Linked DNA regions of Mus musculus: region 2 is linked to region 1. A link is a contact called in public ChIA-PET data. All regions are on one chromosome and are shown on one strand. Each heading gives the region's core, a stretch centred on a gene start, on an enhancer-like site or on the middle of the called end of the contact. The rest is flanking DNA. Distances are from core to core; before and after follow the strand shown.

Evidence for each region. ChIA-PET counts read pairs in DNA pulled down with a chosen protein or histone mark.
Region 2: a contact with region 1 is called in an RNA polymerase II ChIA-PET map of memory CD8 T cells, with 19 read pairs. The contact joins the enhancer-like site here to the promoter of Slc45a3 in region 1. A contact is called at or near these places in 6 of 39 promoter capture datasets (the 3T3-L1 cell line, the HPC-7 cell line, the SN4741 cell line and 3 more), 1 of 484 Hi-C or Micro-C datasets (bone marrow-derived macrophages), 7 of 115 datasets of contacts at active chromatin or transcription factors (craniofacial prominence, double positive thymocytes, embryonic basal ganglia and 3 more) and 3 of 9 other capture datasets (adipose tissue, liver and pancreatic islet).

The regions. Positions count from the first base shown.
Region 1 is chr1:131,961,396-131,964,771 of GRCm38.p6, reverse strand. Slc45a3 (solute carrier family 45, member 3) reads right to left here and starts at 1,857. Exons shown (of 5, transcript NM_001177628.2): 1 at 1,720-1,857.
Region 2 is chr1:132,044,704-132,048,079 of GRCm38.p6, reverse strand. Mfsd4a (major facilitator superfamily domain containing 4A) reads left to right here. Exons shown (of 10, transcript NM_001114662.1): 7 at 1,627-1,774. Among named protein-coding and RNA genes, the nearest start is that of Mfsd4a, 22 kb to the left of the region's middle. Within about 2 kb of position 1,514, at least 27 of the 459 cell types and tissues checked have an H3K27ac peak or open chromatin away from gene starts, as enhancers often do. A contact at or near this core is called in memory CD8 T cells, where this site is marked.

The sequences.
Region 1 (3,376 bases), core at 608-3,107:
TTCTTCTCTACCTTTCTGCCTTTCTCTCTCCAGGGCTCTGCCTAGGCCCAGTTCTAGCTTGGGACCAGTACACATCTTTTCCAAAACCAGCAGCATGCAGGGCATAATGTACTACCCAAGGACCTTGCCCAGTTCCTCCTCCTGTTCCTTTAGGGTTACTCAGTGAGTTAGAGGGATTGGGGGGTCGGGGGTGGGGGTGGGGATTTCACTCTCCACTCCAAAAGTGCATAAGGAAAGCTTCTCTTGGCAAAGACCCTAACTGGGGCCTGCATGTCCACAGCTGTACTATTATCTTTAGACTCAGCCAGTGAGTCAAACTTTTCTGGGCACTTTTGGTTTTAGTACAGTCTTGCTTCCAGGCCAGCCCTGGAGCTGGGGCAGGCGGGAGATAAGGGAGGAATGAGAGGATGAACTGGGTCCAACAGAAAGGCCAGAGGGTTCAGATCCTGTCCCACTTACTCCCTGGGACACAGTGTTCTGTGTGGTTCCTCAGCTTTCTGTCCAGCATCTAGCTCCTGGGCCCTTCTCTTCCCAGCTCCATATGTCAACCTGTTCCCCATGCCTTAGGCACGTGGGCCCACACCGAGGCTTCACACTCTGGGAAAGGGATTGTGCTTCACGCGTAGGAAACAGAGGCTAGAAACCTTAACAGTTTCACCCTCCTGAGAAAAGCTTCCAGAAGCCCAGCCAGTCATTCTAAGCTGCATCTACTCCGTGCCCGTCTGCAAAGCCCTAGCTGGGCTATTCAAAATTCAACCTAGCCAGCTAGGATTGGGTCTGTCACAGCTGAGCATCAAGTTCTCACCAGATACCCACCGGGCCAAACTCTTCCTACCTACAATTCATACTCCTAGGGAAAGAGGAAGCACCGAGTTCTCCGTGGCCTTGGACGAGTCAAGTGTGTGTCATGAAGGAGGGGGCTGAGTCGGAGGGCAAGGGACAGAGCAGTCACAGGGTTCCCTGTCAGGAAGCGGAGACTAAGGAAGAGCTGAGCCTGCAAAGCTCCTGGAGTTTCTCCACCGGGCGTGCTGCCGCCCGCCGAGCGCTTTCTCGCTCTGTAGAGTACTCCCCATCCCCACCTGAGCCTCGGGACACAGCAGCCACAGCCGGAGCTGCTTTTACTCTCCGCAGGTGGGTAACGGAGGCAGAGAAGGAAGGCGCAGGATCGCACACGTACACTTACACTCATTATCCCAGCCTCAACTCCACCAAAGCCTTGCTCCAATTCTAGGGTCAAGAGAGCTGGGTCCCCTTCTGTCTCCGACCAAGGCTCCCGGTTGAAGGACCTCCCAGGGCTTCCCTAAGTGTGGACCGTGCGCGCCGCGGTGACTCATCTGCCCCTTTCGGGCGCAGCCCAGACAAGGGAAGAAATAAACGCAACTTTCCAAAGAAAACTCTGCGGCGGGAGGCTGCAGCAGGGGCGGCCGGCCTTCCGTCGGCCTGGCCCGGGACTCCGCGGCTCCGATCCCGCCCTCCGCGCGCGGCCCGGGACAGCGGGCACCACAGCACAGCGCTCCGGGAGGAAGCGCACTCAGCGCGGACGCGAGCGGGCGCCCGCCCTAGGCACCCGGTCACCAGGGGCCGCGCCCTCCCCGCGAGCCTCCGCTCGCGCAGGGCCGGGACGCCACGGAGCGGCCCCATCCCGCGGGGTGCTGAAAGCCACCGCCGAGCACGGCCACCCGCGCGCACCTTTCCCGCCGGGACCAGCCCCTCCCCTACCTGGCCCGGCGTGCGGCTGTCACCTGGGGCTGGCGCGTGCGAGCTCGGACCCCTGCTTCACCAACGCGCGCCAGCGGGCGCCTTTTAAATCTCCAGGTTACTCAGTGGGGGGAGAGAGCATGCGCGCTGGGGCTGCCAGGAGGGGGGCGGGGCAAGGCGGGTCGGAGGTGGGGGGGTGCTGGGAGGGGATGGAGGGGTGGGGCCGGTCCCCAAGGGAAGAAAGCGGGAGGTGGAAAAGCAGTCTCCTTTCTGGTCGCGACCGGACGGGCAGCCCCCGCGTGGCTCCTAGACTGCCCTGTCATTACCTAGGGCCGTGCACCGCCCCCTCTGCCGCTTGCCACCAAAACATTTAGGTAAAAACTACCCAGCTCCACGGGGTACCTCCCCTCTGCTCCTCGACCATTGCCCGCGCGTGCCATTCTGGACATCCTGCTGTCCAGGCACAACTGCGACCCACCCGCACTGGACCACGCCTTCAAAGGATCGGCCACATTCTGAGAGCTACTTTTCCTTGCTCTCAGAAAGCTAACTCAGTGCCTCTTTCTGCAACTCAAAGACAAAACTCCCACTTCTTTTTTCTTCTTTTACTTGTGGTTGCGTATAAGGAAGGAGAGGTGATAAATTGCCACCAAAATGTTCCCAGTCAAAGTTTCCAAAATGCCTGGACTGGCAGGAAGCGGGTGCAGGTGGGAGCGTTGCAATCGTAGGCTGATCCCGGGGTGGGGGTGGGGACTTTATTGTGTCTCTTTCATCCATGGAATTGTCTAAGGTGGAGAGACATTCACTTAGGCGACTTGTTGACCTCAATACCACAGGCTAGACATTTCTGCAGATATTTTTGGTGCACGAGACTAAGTAATCATAAAAATATCAGAGGGAAATGTGTTGTTGATGAATATTATATATTGGGCTAAGGGTTGTTTTCATCATCTCGGTATGAATATAAACAGACATTTTCCCCTTTGTTCTTATTCTCTGAGCAAGATACATATAGCCAGAGCTTACATATATGAGCATTTACATCGTATCAAATGTGTGTGATGTCTCAGTGAGAAGAAGTCCACAAGAAGATATGTGCAAGTTTATGTACAAATACTACAGCATGCTGTCTTGAGACCCTGGGGTGGATCGGGTATCCATAGGGTCCTGGGACCATCTGCACTACAGAATCCCAGGAAATGCTTTTGACATGGAGGACCTGGATGGCCTTAGATGGGAACTGGCCACTATGGTGCTGGATTGCAGTGTTTTGTTTGTTTGTTTTTGTTTTTTTGTTTTGGTTTTTTCGAGACAGGGTTTCTCTGTATAGCCCTGGCTGTCCTGGAACTCACTCGTAGACCAGGCTGGCCTCGAACTCAGAAATCCGCCTGCCTCTGCCTCCCCAGTGCTGGGATTAAAGGCGTGTCCCACCAACGCCCCGGCCTGGATTGCAGTGTTAACCCAGTGTTAACCCTTGTGCACCGTGGGGGCAAGTCCTTCCCATCTTCTGGGTTCTGTTCGAGGCAGCTAGTCAGCTGTCCCCCCAAAGGCACCCCCAGGTAGGAGGATAAGGATAGAAGAAAAAGAGAGACGTCAAAGGGAAAGCAAGAAATGGGCTAGTGGGGAAGAGAGCATATGTACAGGGGGAAACAGAGAACAAAATGTTAAGAGTCTGCAT
Region 2 (3,376 bases), core at 265-2,764, 84 kb before region 1:
GTGGTGGAGTACTTACCAAACATGCACCAAGCCTTGGGTTTGTCTCCCAGCCTTTGGAGAATGCTAGAGTAATATACCATTTGTTGGAAATGCAATAGTTTTGAAGTCTCTTGTATCATTTCACCATCAGCCTTGACATCCTCTTGCTAACTGAATGAAAAAGGAAGGAAGGAAGGAAGGAAGGAAGGAAGGAAGGAAGGAAGGAAGGAAGGAAGGAAGGGAGGGATGGGAGGGAGGGAGGGAGAAAGGGAGGGAGGGAGGGAGGAAGGAAGGAAGGAAGGAAGGAAGGAAGGAAGGAAGGAAGGAAAAGGGAAAGAGAAAGGGAAAGGGAAAGGAAAAGGAAAAGGGAAAGGAAGGTGGGCAGGCACTATTCCTAGGTATGGTAGAGGAAAGGTTTATTGTAGATAAAAGGGAGAACATAGCCAGAGGCAGGGACATCTGTGAGAGTCCAGAATGAACATGACCCTGAGCCATGTGAGGGGTTGGGGGAGAGAAGAGAGGAGAGCCAGACCAAGAGGGCAGGAGAGTAAAGGGTAGACCAAAAAGAGACCATGTAACTAAAATGTATGGATTATATAGGAAGAGCAGCTGGGGAGGCCACCCCAGCCCCTGAGCTGGAGAAGTTTAGGGTAGAGAGTAGGGTATGCCAGCCATTTTACTCTATGACAGGCAGGGACTGAGGGATGCTGGGAGAACCTGGTGGTCAGTTCAATTTGATATGTGAAATAAGCACCTCAGAGATTTGTGCCTGGTTTGAGACCTCACAGTAACTACTGGTGTAAAGATAAGAATGTAGAGTTCATGGAGACATCGACTTCAGGGCTCCATGGCTGGGAGGCATGCAGTTAAGACCTGCAGTAGGAGCTGCAGACTCTAAGCCTTGTACAGCTCTGGTTTCTTCCCAGCTGTGGTTTATGTGAAAATCATTCAATGCTTACATTAAAAAAACATTTTTTAAAAAGAGCTTAAAAACTGGGTTGTTTAAGCAAAATTCTGCCTGTGAGGTAGGGACCTTGCTAGGCCACAGAGATCTGAGCAGGCGATCTGAGCTGGTGATTTGTTAGCTCCAGCGCATGGACCACAACCTTCTCCTAGGGTTTTTCCAGTGGGATTTAAGTCAAATCTAAGGAGCCCCAAGCTGGTTGCCATAGCCACTGATCCTCCTGGGTGCTTGTGTTGAATTCCCAGGGAGTAGGAAACCAAGGTCCACCACCCATCCTGCTGGCTCATGGCTTTCTCACTCTGGACACTAGAACTTGGGTGTCAGAGGAAGAGAACCGAAGAGTGGGGTGTTAGACTGCCCATCTCCATCATCGGGAGAGGGAATGTTGATGACCTGGATTCAGAGAAGTCGTTGGGGACCCTCGGTCATTCCCCCAGGGTTTACTGGGTGTTGGGGTGGGAGGGTGCAGCTGCACATAGATAGGTGCTGGGAGGCTCAACTCCCTAGACCTCCTAGATCCCAAACTAGGAACCGTGCAGGTATCAGTGAGACCACACGGTGGCGCATGGACCACACCGTTCTCCCGGGCCAGCAAGGATGCCCCTGCCCGAGTGAGCGTCCCTTTCTCTGAGATGCCCGGAGCCTTGTGCCCTCTCTAATTGCCTCTGCCTCTGCCGTGACAGGTGGGAGTGGTGGTGACCTTCCTGATGCTGCTTATCTTCTCCTACAATGTCATCTTCCTGTTTGTGGGGACCGCAAGCCTGGGGCTGTTTCTCAGTAGCACCTTCCCCAGTATGCTGGCCTACACCGAGGACATCCTCCAGTATAAAGGTAAGTGTCAGAGGAAACACAAGAGCATGCTTCCTGCCGCGGGTAGACACTTCCTCTCCTGCCCCCAGCTTGCTGGAGTGTTCCAGGTCTGGGCTTTCTCTTTACCAGGAAAATCAAAACACCTCCTGGCATGGTTGGGGACAGCCATGTTTGGTCATGGATGCCCTGTCCATGGCTATGTGTCCTACATGTGTCCTCGCAGGCCTCTGGGAAGCCTTGTGGCTTCCTTATCCATTTCCTTCTTTCTTCATGATGTTGCGGTACTGTTTATGGATCTACAACTAACTAATGTTGGCTGTCATGGTATCTGGTCTGTAACTTAGAAGAAAAACAATTCGTGTGGTCAATAAGTCAAAGTACCAAGCGTCTTCAAGTTTCTGGCTCCTGGATCCCCTGAGTGGGTTCAACACACAGCTGAGCTGCATCTCAAACCAGGGAAAATTCGTTTAGCCTATGATTCTGGAGCAGCCCTGGCCATGACGGAAGTGAGGGCAGAAAAAGCATCAGCCAGTGTCAGCACCCATCCTGAGAACACATCTGTGTGCTACTGAGAACATGACATGCCCAGGGGACACAGGAGACATGGTCCCTTCCCTCAGCTCATCCCGGAGGCACTCAGATTTTCAGGAGTCAACTAAGTGAGAAACAGGGTTCTCATGTCAGGGTTGTTTGTTTTGTTTTGTTTTTTAAGATTTATTTATTTTATGTATGTAAGTGCACTGTAGCTGTTTTCAGACACACCAATAGAGGGCATCGGATCCTATTGCAGATGGTTGTGAGCCACCATGTGGTTGCTGGGAGTTGGACTCAAGACCTCTGGAAGAGCCTTCGGTGCTCTTAACCGCTGAACCATCTCTCCAGCCTTCCCCCCCCCCCCACCCCCCATGTCAGTCTTGAGAGAAGAGCTGATGTGCTAGTATGGCAAGTCTGCTGGATGATCACTCAGCTCCATCTTCCTGTCACTCCCCATGGTCTGGGGCTACAGTCAACCTTCCTTTCTCATCATTTACTTGCTTGGCATATTTAACAGTGCTGGACTGTCCAATATCCAGTCCCTTCCTGTGCTTTCATAGGTCTGGACTTGTTTCCCTTCAGTCTTGTCTGACCCACTGAGCATTTATGACCCCCTGTGGTTCCATACCACACCCTGGGCCCAGGCTCCTCTGAGTGGAGAGGTGGCCTGTTCTGATGGGATCTAGGTGTGAGGACGTCACAAGGTCACTCTCCAAGCTGCTGCAGAGGGTCCTCTGAAGCCCAGCTGGCTTCTGCACCAGTAGGGAGCTCCTTTTCTCTAGAGCCTCTCAGAGCTGCAGTCTAGCCACACAACTCCTCGGAGTTCCTTGATGACACAGAAGTTACTCTGAGCCACCATGCTTTGGGCCAGAGCCACACTTGTTCTGGACTGCCTCCAACTACTCCACCACCCCCACCCCCACCCCCACCCCATGCCCTTCCAGGAAGTATCTCTGATCTCCATGGAAAAGGGTGTCCTCTTCTTTGTTCTCCACTGACTAGGCCTGTCCCTGCTATATGACCCATCTCACAGCTTCTGTACCTAGGATATGTCCTCTCCAATACACTCCCAGAAAGGGACAAAGAGTA